2 separate regions of the Mus musculus genome follow, and region 1 is linked to region 2. Evidence: chromatin contacts called from public HiChIP or PLAC-seq data. All regions are on one chromosome and are shown on one strand. Each heading gives the region's core, a stretch centred on a gene start, on an enhancer-like site or on the middle of the called end of the contact. The rest is flanking DNA. Distances are from core to core; before and after follow the strand shown.

What was found. HiChIP or PLAC-seq counts read pairs in DNA pulled down with a chosen protein or histone mark.
Region 1: a contact with region 2 is called in a FOXA1 HiChIP or PLAC-seq map of pancreatic cancer cells. The contact joins two enhancer-like sites. A contact is called at or near these places in 6 of 15 datasets of contacts at CTCF or cohesin (CD8 T cells, the NIH/3T3 cell line, large pre-B cells and 2 more), 76 of 484 Hi-C or Micro-C datasets (3T3-L1-derived adipocytes, the AML12 cell line, B cells and 47 more), 11 of 115 datasets of contacts at active chromatin or transcription factors (astrocytes, differentiating embryonic stem cells, embryonic basal ganglia and 5 more) and 3 of 9 other capture datasets (adipose tissue, embryonic stem cells and liver).

Annotation. Positions count from the first base shown.
Region 1 is chr9:43,282,976-43,289,028 of GRCm38.p6, reverse strand. No RefSeq gene overlaps it. Among named protein-coding and RNA genes, the nearest start is that of Trim29, 25 kb to the left of the region's middle. Within about 2 kb of position 4,533, at least 41 of the 459 cell types and tissues checked have an H3K27ac peak or open chromatin away from gene starts, as enhancers often do. A contact at or near this core is called in pancreatic cancer cells, where this site is marked.
Region 2 is chr9:43,006,846-43,012,771 of GRCm38.p6, reverse strand. Arhgef12 (Rho guanine nucleotide exchange factor (GEF) 12) reads left to right here. Exons shown (of 41, transcript NM_001359232.1): 12 at 2,519-2,593; 13 at 4,664-4,756. Among named protein-coding and RNA genes, the nearest start is that of Gm36648, 62 kb to the right of the region's middle. Within about 2 kb of position 1,516, at least 77 of the 459 cell types and tissues checked have an H3K27ac peak or open chromatin away from gene starts, as enhancers often do. A contact at or near this core is called in pancreatic cancer cells, where this site is marked.

The DNA of each region.
Region 1 (6,053 bases), core at 3,284-5,783, 270 kb before region 2:
ATTTGTGGCCAGCCTAGGCTACCCAGTAGTTCAGACAGTCTGAGGCTCTGTCCCAGAATCAGAAGGAGAAAAGCAGTCTGAGAAGGCGTATACAGTTCAAAAGCAATCAGTGTCAGGAAGAAGAAGACAAAGAGAGATCATGGGGGACAGTTACAAACACCCCAATACTCCAGAGACCAGGAACTTCCCAGGTGCCACAGAGGTACTTTCTACTGGGTGACAGAAGAGTTCATGAGAGAAGGACCCTGGGACTTCCTGGATATGACACATAAGAAGATAATCAACACATGAGACAACATACTACATATGGCTAACCTAAATCCTGCATGTCCTCTACAGTCAATGCAGTAATAGTCAGTGGAGTGTGTGTGTGTGTGTGTGTGTGTGCGTGCTCATGAGCGCCATATATCATCATAATTGGAATTGTGCTCACAACTCTGCAAGACCTTCATACACTACTTCAACATTATGCTTTCTTATTTGGACTTCCAGACATTAATCATGAGTTACTTCCTGGGGGACGGGTTGCCTCTGGTTGTGCCTGAGATGGGAGAGCAAGAGAGACTATCTAAAAATTGTGACCCTCTCTCCCCACATACATGCTTTCCATGTAAAAGCCTTTGGGGCCTGGCACGGGGCTGGCCAAGATCTCGGCTGTAGGCATGGGGAATGTGTCTGTGGTCACAGCTTAGAGGTGGTGTGGCCGATTTGAACAAAGCCTCTGGACAAACACATCCTAGAGCATGGAAAGGTCCTCTGGAAAGGAAAGATGGTCTAGGAACCAATAAGTGAGGTGCTTCAGGAATGAGGAGAGGCTATGCTGCCGTCTCCCACCAATGAGTGCATGCCATTAGGTTCTTGCTTAGTCAGTCAGTTGGTATTCTTTGCCTGGTTTAGTATTCTGTCATGTGGAGTGTCACACCGAGACCAGGGCTGGCCTTGAACTTGAAGCCATCCCCCTGCCTCAACCTCTCAAGTGATAGGATTACAAGCATGAGCCACAATGCTGAACTGTTTTATATGTTGCTGTTGCTCAGGAAAGGAGTGTTGTCTTTGAGACAGGATCTCATTCTGAAACCCATGCTGGTCTTGAACTTGCAGCAATCCTCCTGCCTCAGCCTCCCAAGTGCTAGGATTTATAGGTATGAGCCAGGATGGCCAACTGGTGGTTTTGGGTTTTTTGTTTTGTTGTTGATGGTTGGTTGGTTGGTTGGTTGGTTGGTTGGTTGGTTGGGTTTTGGCTTTTTGTGGCTTTGTTTGTTTGTTTGTTTTGAATCAAGGTCTTGCTATGTAACCCAGGTTGAGCTGGAGTTTGCAGTAACCTACGTGCCTCTGCCTCCAGAATGCTGTTATTCCAGGAGTGTGCTAACACACCCAGATAAATTCAATAAGCATAGCCCTGACACCATCACCATTGGGGCATCTCTAATGTCTCTGATGTTCCTGGTTGCTGTCTCAGAGCACCCTGGCTCACCTGGGTCCATTCTCAGCAGCCACAGGTATCATGCCAAAACAAATCTGCTGTGTCCTCCATTTGTTACACCCTGCCGACCTCCCTGCAGGAGCTTCCCACGGCTTTCAGGAGGCAGACCCAAGTCGCTAAGATGACCAATAGCTGGGCAAAGTCTCACCGGCTATCGCATGCTGAGTTTATGAGTAGGTGGCTAATGAATGGACGACCATCTTCCACCAGTGACTTAGCTCTAAATGTCACCTTCATGGCTCCTGGCCTGGCGAAGCAAATCAAATTACTCAGTCCAAGGGAGGTCGTCCCCAAACGCATCTCTCTTCTTTTTTTTTTTTTTTTTTTTTTTTCTTTGCCTAAGTGAAAAGTAGAAAAAAACGGAGACAAAGGGTCTGCAAAGGGGACTTTGAAGAGAGGCAGAGAGGCGGGAGGTCGTGCGCCCCCGTGCGGTGATGTGAGGCACTGCAGTGTGGCTGCCGGGCCTTGGGAGCGGTGGGAAGCCTGTGCCTTCCCGGCTCCCAGCACTGACCGACCTGCCTCGGCTCGCTAGGCTTTGATGACCGCCCCCCTCTTCCACAAAGGCCTGGGTTTTGTTTTGTTTTGGCCAGCGCCGGAATGCGTTTTATGATCGCCCTCAGATTCTCTATAGCAGGGAGAAGGCTGCTCTCAAACATATATTCCAGCCGGGTTCCTGTTTTAAACCAGGTTACTCTGTTGCACGTATTGGGGGTGGGGCTTCGCCCAGGATTCGGCTTCTATCAGGGTCAGTGTTTCTCTCTAGGCCCCTCCCTGGGCATCAGGCTGAATTCGTACTTTCTGTAAACCCACCGTGAGCACTCACCGAGCAGGCAATCAGTAAGCAAGAGTTTGCTAGCCCGGCACAGAGGCACATTTTCTACTCCCAAGTGTCTTCTGAGGTAGGCATCTGTTACCATCAATCTGGTGAGGAATCAAGGGCCCAGGAGACCAACTACCCAAGATCAGTCAGCTTGTGAGGAACAGGAGCCAGGGTGCCAGACACTGACAATTCCCTGAACTAGAGGAACTTTAAATAGCTAGCCCCAGGGTAGAGACCACCCTGACAGACAAGCCTCACCCACCACAGAGCAAGAGAGCAATGCAGGTAGCAACAGCAGGCTTCTGCCTGGATCCTGAGGCTCAAGGCTGCAGGGACAGCAGCTAAAGTGGCAGGCAGTTCCTATGGCTGGCAGGATTTAGATATTGAATGTCACCCCACCCCTCAACCCCTAATTCCCAGAGTGCCCTAAGAAAGATCTTCTTGACCCTTGTCATGATGAAAAAAATACAACATCTGAAATGGCACACCGAACAAGGTGGTGGACTGCTCTCAGCGGGCAAGAAGGATAGGACCACTTATAGGCCCGAGCATAGGTCTGTCTTGGCCATATGTCTATTCCTAACCCTGTCGTGGTCATCTGTGTAGTATGTGCCCCACCGGGCTCTGCTCTCTGGAGGTAGGACTTATATCCTCTAACCTCTGGCTAAGAATTCTGGTCTTCCACAAAAATCGCCAACCACACTGGTTCCCTTCTTCCCAACCTCGCCCATTTCCCTAAGTCCCTATTACTACCCAAACTTGCAACGCCTTTCCCTGCCCCGGCTCTCCCTCAACCTAACCGACAGCCTCACTCTCTATTCAAAGCCAAACACAAGAGCTGACAGGTACAATGTAGTAAGTACGGACTCAGCTGACCTGGGTTCAAATCCCACCTCTACAATGCTTAGGAGCATAGACCCCAGGATCCAGGTTGCTGCCTGCAGCCCACGTTGGCCAGTGCCAGGTATGATCCATCAGGATGGGCTGCCTGGCATACTGTGGCCACATCTCAGCCCCCTTACCCATCACAGATGTATACAGACAAGGGACAAGCCCTGCCAAGGCCAGCTAGCAAAGGGTCCCAGGAGTGGGAACAGGTAGGGCAGGGAGACCATTGGCACCTGAGCTCCAGGACACTGGCTCAGGAGCCCCAACTCCTTGGGCCAGCTCCAGCATGTTACAAGGAGAGGTCCCACCCTGCTTCTGGGCAGGATCCCAGCGCAGGAGGCCACCCCACCCCCAGGGCCCTGAATCACCCAGCCGGTGGCTGCTTGATTTACCCAGATCATTCTTGGCTCCGGCTGCTCCTCTTCAGGATGAAGGGAGAAAACAAGGGCTGGTGTGGAGCCAGCTCCCCTGAAAACAGTTAGGGCACATGATCAGAGCCACAGATGCATAAGGCCACACCTGACTTTTTCTCAAACAATTTCCTCCTTGAAGAAGCGTGCATAGGGGAGAGGAAGGGAAGATATCTGGGCCAAGGTCCCTTAGGACACTCCTATAGGGGCTGGGCAGGTGGCAAAGGGACTCAAAAGAGTGAAGACAACAGTCACACCCTAGCTAAGTCTGGAATAGAGGACTGGGGTAGCATCTAGCTCCATGGCTCTAACTCGAGTTGCCCAAGCCACTGAGATCACTACAGCTCATTGTCTCCTGTTTAAGAATAGAAGGGTCACAGTCATTCCAAATCATCCCAGGTGACACAGATCTGCTTCTCCTGTTTGCAGAGCAGGCTTGCCAAAACAAAACCAAAAACAAACAAACAAACAGATGTGGCCATTCAACTTTCTCTTGCCTCACCTGAGATGGTATATAACTCTCTCCATCCTACGAACCATTATCGGCTTGGGGTCCAAACTCTGCTTCCAGTAAAACACAGTAAGTTCCCTTCTAACTATGTGGCATTGGGAAAGCGGTCCCCTTTCTAGCAATGGCCAGCCTTTCTTTGGCTGGTGTTCCATGCTAGACCTTGGGCTAAGCATCTGTCCCCTTGACTGGCACAACCTGCTGGTACATCCCATTTCACAGGTGAAGAAACTGAGGCTTTGTGGGGTAATGGAAGACTTCTAGAAAGTGCAACTAGAAGGTGGGCAGTAGCTGAGCTTGGGCCATTGCTCCTCTCCTGTAGGGGCTGGTGGCGCGTGAATGGGCTCTGCCTTTAACACCAGCAAGGCTTTGCTCCCAGGCCCTGCAGTGAACCAAAGTGTAGTACCCATTTTTACCACAGGGTGTCTCCACACCACCGCTCAACCAGCCTCCCAGGGCAGGCTCAGCCAACTCCTCCCTGCGCTGGGTCTGGTTCCAGCCTACGTCTGCTTTGTCAGACTCTTTCTCCAGCAAGGCCTGAGGACAGCTGGGTGGCCTGGAACAGAAGTCTTGCTTCCCATAAAGGCCCCTAGCCTAAAGCCCTAGGTGGCTTCCTCTCTGACCTTTCTCGATCTCACCATCTTTGTGATCTATTGAAAGCCTCTGGCCAGTGTCAAAGCTCCCATCCAGCCGCGGGAAAAAGCCTAAAGAACAAGATGAAGTGCTCACTACCGAACAGTGGAAGCGCGCCATTAGTTTGGGGCCAACCAATGTTACATAGTTCCAGATCAGCGGGGGCTGCAGAGCAAGACCCTGAGCCAAAACATTGAGGGGAATAATAATAATCACAACAATGATAATGATGAAGAGAAGCAAGGGGTCATGGCAAGAGAAGAGGAAAGGAAAGAGAGAGAAGAGAAGCAACTAGGTATGATAGTTCAGACCTGTAATCCCAGTACATGGGAGGCTAAGGCAGGTGGATTGCTGAGTTCGAGACCAGCCATAACTACATAGGAAGACCCTGTTTCACAAAAATAAGAGAGAGAGAAAGAGCTTAAAGCCAAGGTGCAGACCTGTAATTCAGAATGTGGAGGTAGAGACAAGGGCAGTAAGAGATGGAGACTCTTACTACTCAGTCTGGACTACATGAGACCTTGTGTCCAAATGAGGAGGGGATGATGGAAAAGGAAGAAGAAAGGAAAAAAGCCTAAGGAGACTCTAGGTCCTCTGCGAGCCTTTGTCAGCTTGGAGACAGGCTCAGGCCTTGCTCTGGGACCCCTCTCAGTCTGGCATCATGACTGCTGGCTTCTAGTTCCCCGTATCTCACATGTTCTTAGAAGCCCCTCTGTGATGGTCATCAGAAGAGGTATAATGAGAGATTCCACAAGCCTATGTAAATAGGAACCATTCTGGAAGTCCTTTATTGCAATAGAAATGTTGATTGCCAAGGTGCGGACACTGAAGCTAGGTTGATAAGCTTTTCCAAAGCCACTCTGAAGTCAGCAGAGGTCACATGAGCACAGCCATTCTCCCAAAAAGCCACACTTGACCTTGGAATTGCCTGCTTCCTAGTCCAGGTGCGACCTATTCCAGGGTGCTAACAGAGAAGAAAGAGCCAGGGATTCTGCAGTTAAGGAGGTCGGGAGCCAGGGTAGGTGAAGGCTGGCTACTAACAGATCAGGACTGGAGCAGGAGGCCAGGAAGGCTGGCTCCCAGAGCTGTGTGGAGGACCTGACTGGAGAGACTGGCTGGCTGTGTGAAGCCACTGTGAATGTAGAGGAGAGAGGGGTGCTTCCTACAGTGCCTCTGCAAAGGCCACAATAGAGGACGCTTTCCCTAGAAACCTGACCAACCCCATCAGCCTCAGCCACAGCCCTGCCTCCCTGCCTGCAATACAGGATCCCCTCCACCACCAAAGCCACGCCAAGGAGAGAAGCCTCTGTG
Region 2 (5,926 bases), core at 267-2,766:
CTGGCTTACAAGTAGTCTGTGGCCAGCTTTTGCATGGATGCTGGCTGGGCTCCAGGATTCATACTCACGTCTTTATGGTTATGGAACAAGCACTTTGCTCACTGAGCCCTTCCCAGCTCTCTTCTCAGTTTTATAAATCAGTCTTCTAGTATTTGTGAGTTAAAAAATATAACTGGTTGCTCAGTTCCGTGAAGACTTAAAAGGATGTGACAAGCCAGTTTTCTCAGAAGTGCCTTACATATCATCTACAATTCAGGTTTTCTGATTTTCATTGTTTTAAATTTATTTTGAAAGTGCTTCAGAATGTCTACTCTAACTGTGTAGAAGGTCATTAAGATGCATAAGCATTGGGTCTAGTTAATCTTGCTATATGATTTTTTTATTGCAAGTTTTTATAACAAAATTTTAGTAAATATAAAATAATTATCAAATATATTTATAAGAAGAGAGGAAGAGAGAGGGGGCATAAGGAGGGCATGGGGCCATCACACCTCTCATAACCCAGTCTCAGCTCACACTTGTCTGTGACTCCTGCTCCTCAGCTCTGAGACTTTTATTTCATTAATGTGACTTTAAGAGGTGAGAGCTCTAAAGTGGAACTTCAGTCTTATTAAAACTTATGAATTAATAATTTTCCTAACACACAGTTTGATTACCCTCATTGTCTTACAGGGATTTTTATTTATTTATTTATTTTTTGCATTTTGCTTATTTGATTTGTTTTATGATTCTAGGGAGCAAACTCAGGGCTATGATGTGAGACTCCCTCACTAATACATCCTAGTCCTGGTTTGTTTGAGTCAAGATTCAGGCAAGGTCTTTATAGCATTCCCTTCCCCTCCCTCCCCTTCCCTCTCTCTCACTCCTTTTCTTCACTTCCCTCCTCTGTCCCCCCACCCCCCATATTTTTGTTTGGAAAAAATCAGGCCATATATCCAGTTAAACAACCCACTTTCTGACTGTCTTTTCATGGTGCTGTGTAACCCAGTCCCTATCTTTATTTCCTGAAAACTTAAAGTTAGATGTAGAGTATTGATGAAATTAAGGTTTGATAGTTATTGTTGGCAAGAACAATTCTTGGGTAATACTGGGTACATTTCCCCCTGTCAGAGCAGGGGGGGGAGTGGTTGTGTTAGCTGTTAATGCTTGATTATTTTTTTCCATGATAAAATTCTTTACCAGTCTGTTACATGTCTTTTACATTCCTCACAGGGTCAAGATGTCTGGATCCTTTATTCATTTAGGGGTTTCAAAAGCATACTATATGCATAGCTGGAGAGACTTCCCTTTACTAGCCATTAGCATAAAACATAGCTTGCATAGGAAATGCAACATTGTGACATTTTTCCTGGGGACATTGTTTCTATTCACCCCCTACAGATAGGGCAGTGACAAACCAGAGATGGTTCCATCCAAGACCTGTTCAGTGAATCAGTTGATTGAGTCTGCTTCCAGGATGATGGGTGACTCAGGCAGTTACATCACCAACAAAGCCTGCCTCTGCCTGCCTGATGACTCAAGGAAGCTGCTAATGTTATGGCAGTCCTCCACACCGCTGGCAAACAGCGGCACCACAGAGAGCATGCCGGGGTCCCAGCTATTGGTTTTTACTCAGAAAATCCTCACAGGAAGGCTCTTGGAGTCCTGTAAATTCCTTCTGAGTTTCTCGAGCTCCTTAGTGCTCTGCTCCCTCCAGGAGGGAGAATTCTGGTTGGGGAAATAGCTGCATCTCATGCAGAATAAATATCTCCACCAGAGTCTATATTCTTTGTGTGTGTGTTCCTGTTTGTTTGTTTGTTTGTTTGTTTGTTTGTTTGTTTGAGACAGAGTTTCTCTGTGTAGCCCTGGCTGTCCTGGGACTCACTCTGTAGACCAGGCTGCTTCTAACTCAGATCTGCCTGCCTCTGCCTTCCTAGTGCTGGGAGAGTCTATATTCTTTAAAAAAAAAAAAAAAAAACTCCAAAGAATGACCAGTGAGGGGTGGGGGTGAGTATATTTGTACTATTTTTAAACTCACAGGAGCTAATGTAAGCCATCAATTGTGAATAATTAGGAGAAGGGAAGACATAGTTTGATAATGTATAGGCTAAGAGAGATGAGAAAGATAAGAGTTTTATTGGAAATAACGAGTTTGAGGTCTGGCATATACCTGTTCATAGTTATGAGAAGGGAAAGGTGCCCCAAGCTGAGGCTTAGATGAAACGCTAGAGATGAGAAAGATAAGAGTTTTATTGGAAATAACGAGTTTGAGGTCTGGCATATACCTGTTCATAGTTATGAGAAGGGAAAGGTGCCCCAAGCTGAGGCTTAGATGAAACGCTTTCATTGTGTCTGTACTTTTTCAGTGTGATGTGGAGAAGCTGAGAGAACAGGTGACACCACTTAGGATATGAAGGATATTTAGTTTTTAATAAGAAGAAACAGAACTTTGTCCCCTTGTACACCGATCTTCCCCATTTTCATGTGGTCCTTACCAAAATGAATTAATTCTTGTGTGTATGTGTTCTCTTTTCATTAGAGTCCCAAGAGTAGCCTGAGAGAAAGGAGTTACCTGGAGGAAGCCCCAGAGAGAAGTGAAGGAGTTCAGGACGCTGTGAGTATGACATCTGCGCATTGAGTGTCATCTTGGCGTTGAGAGGGAGTCCAGTGTGGCACACATGCTGGCAAGTGCTTCATAGCAGAGCTCTGTCTCTTCTACCTTTTGTTGTATTCAGGATGTGCTAGGAGGATCTCACATGCTGTCTGGGAGAGAGGGTGGGGGACAAAACAAGACCTTTTTATTAGAAGAACATAGGAAAGACTTGAATAGGTAGTCCATAGCATTAATAGTGGATTATTACAGCAAACTATGCCATAACATTTCCTATTAACTTGTTTCTTTACTTTTTGTTGTTTTGAGATAGGGTTTTTCTGTGTGGTCCTGGCTGTCCAAGAACGTGTTAAGATCCTCCTGCCTCTGCCTTTTAAGTGCTGAGATTATTGGCATGCATCACAAGCACTTGCATGCTTTCTGGTTTTATGGGTGGACTATTTTGACCTGTTCACATAAACAGAATCACATAGTATTTTTTCTTTGTAACTGGCTTATATCAAGTAGCATAATGTCTTCAAGTTTGTCCATGTTGTACTTACCATGCGCCAGAATTTTCTTCCCTTTTAAGACTGATTAATACTCTTCTCCCTCCCCCTCTCCTTCTCCAATGCGTATATTAAGCAGAATATAACATGCACATATTTAGTAGTTTTAAATATGTAAGAAACGTAAACCTCCCCTATGTATATACATGCTTATGCACCACTGTGATATTTTAGTCCTTTTGAGCATCTATTTAGAAGTGCAGTGGCTGGATTTTCATACTCTTGAATAAGATTTTCTTTTTAAAAAACAAAAAGTTCATTTTCATTGTGTGTGTGCATGATGTGGCGTTGGTGCCATCTTTCCACTCAGGTCCCCAGGCTGTGGCAAGTGTGCTCACCGCTGAGCTCTCGGTGCCCTGGGTTTTATACACTCTCAATAGAAAGTTTTAGCATTATGACTTTATTTGGTATTTTAAATGTTTGTGTGTTTTGCCTGTATCTATGCCAGTGCACATGTGTTCAGTAGCCAGAAGAGAGGGCATCAGATCCCTGGATGGCTGCATACCACCGTGTGGCTGCTGGGGCCTGAATGCAGGTCCTCTGCCAGAGCAGAAAGGGCTTATTAACTGCAGAATGTCTCTCGAGCCCTTAGATTTTATTTTTTAATAAATGTATTTGAACTTTTACTGTAAAAGAATCAACAGAATTTTGTGATATCATCAACATTTTTGAATAGTCAGAGACATCCAGTTACAAAATAAAAATGTGACTGTTGTTGAGAATAAATGTCTATTGTTTCATCTAGTTTTTAAAATTCTAAAAAATTTGAGGTTAAAGAAAATAAAAGTAATTTAAAAGGAGAGATAGAACAGGGATGGGGCTGTAGGGCATCGGTAGACCCTTACCTGCCATGACCAAGGCCCTGGTTTTAGTTCTAGCATCACAAAACAGAAAGAGAACTTAAGCCAGTTTTATGTCCTCTCGTTACTAGGTGTGAGTATATGTGAATGAACGAGCGAATGAATGAGTGAAGTATTTAAAAATATGACTCCTGCGAGGAAAGGTGCAGTGAGCAAAGGTGGTTTATTAGTGTCAGGGGAATCCACACTCCCCTCCTCAGCCCTCCCCTTTCCTGCTCTGAGAAATAGCCAGTGCTCTTCTGTCCGTTGACTTTGAGCATTTGAGAACCAGCACTTTGAAAATAGAGCACTTCAGTGATGATAATAAGCAGTTCCTTTTGAACGGCGAGGCGGGAGTGAAAGCAGGCAAAATGTAGACCAGGGACTGTTAGATCTGATGGCAGAATCCACCAGGATCTGCCCCCTGAAGATTTCTAACATAGAATAATTGATGGGTTTAGGATGATAGATTCCAAGCCCAGTGGTTGTGTTATCTGTTGATTTTAAACTTAAAAAAAAAGAGAGAATAAAATGGAACTTCATGAATGAAGTGAGCCATGCATTTCTTTGTTTGAAACAGTCTCCTTTCTCTGCCTCCCAGTGTATGATATAGGCGTTATCCACCATACCCAGTTCTGTAGTTGGGTTTCCTTCTCTCCTATCTATCTTTTCTCTGTTGTTAGCAGGAGCCGCAGTCGCTGGTCGGCAGTCCCTCCACCCGGGGCGCCCCTCACATCATTGGAGCAGAGGATGATGATTTTGGTACTGAGCATGAGCAGGTAAAGCCTTGCTGTCAGAAAACAGACTGTCAGCTTTCTAAGACGTCTGAGTCAACAAATAATGTTTGGAAGCTGAGATAAAACTTGTTAAGGATGCAAAGCTGAATCTTAAAGCCCAGCACACTGGGGTGACTGCCTTTAGCTTTGAACAGTAGAAGCTAACATTGCAGACTATAGATGTGGGCTCGTTTTATGGGTACTTGAGAGTTTCATTTTATTGGGGTGGGATGGATGTTACTGGATATGATACTTAAAAACAATAAAGTTTACAAATGCCAGCTAGTCACTCGTGGGAGGAATGTCATCAGCCTTTCGGTCTTTTTAACCTGTGCTCGTGCTAAGTTCAGTGATTAGTTTTAGGAACTTTTTTTAATATTAGAAAGATTTTTGAGGCATGGCCTCATCTAGCCCAGGCTGACCTAAAACTCTCAGTGTAGCTGAGGCTGACCTTGAACTTCCTCCCAAGTGCTGGGATTACTGCTGTGTACCACCACTCTCAGGGTATAGGTTTTTAACAGGAGTATTTGAAGCCCTTAGGAGGCAGGAGGAGCATGAGTTTGAAGTTAACCTGCACTGGCTACATTGTGAAGTCCTGGCTTGCTTTAGTTTCAAAAACAAAAATAACAAAGAATACTTTTGTGATTTTTTTTAGATAAAAATTCACGTTGTTTCTTAGTGATGTGCCCTTTGTTTTCTTCTTTCTACTTTGTGTATCCCTTATTTCTGGTTCTTGCCTGCATTGTGCTGACTAGGACTCCCAGCGTGAGGCTGAGTCTGTCTGGAGGAGCCCTGGCTTTATTCAGCCCTCTTATTCAGAAAACATTGAGTTTCTCTTGCTTTAGTATGTGACTGACAGCGGTTTTTGTAGATGTTCCTAATTAGGTCAAAAGTTATAAGCTAAAAAATAGTCCTAGCTTAATGGGAGCTTTCTTTCTTTCTTTTTTTTCCTTCTTTAAATCTCGACAGGATGTTGAATTTTGTAGAATGGTTTGGGGTGATTGGCTTTTCTTAGTTACTCTCTTAATAAGGCAGATTGCATTGATTACTATTAGTATTGAATTGGTCTTGCATTACTGAGATGACCCACAACCAGTCATGACAGGCCAGCCCTTTAAATTTTATTTAACATTTATCTAGTATATATGTGGATGTGCAAGTGTGTACTCGCAT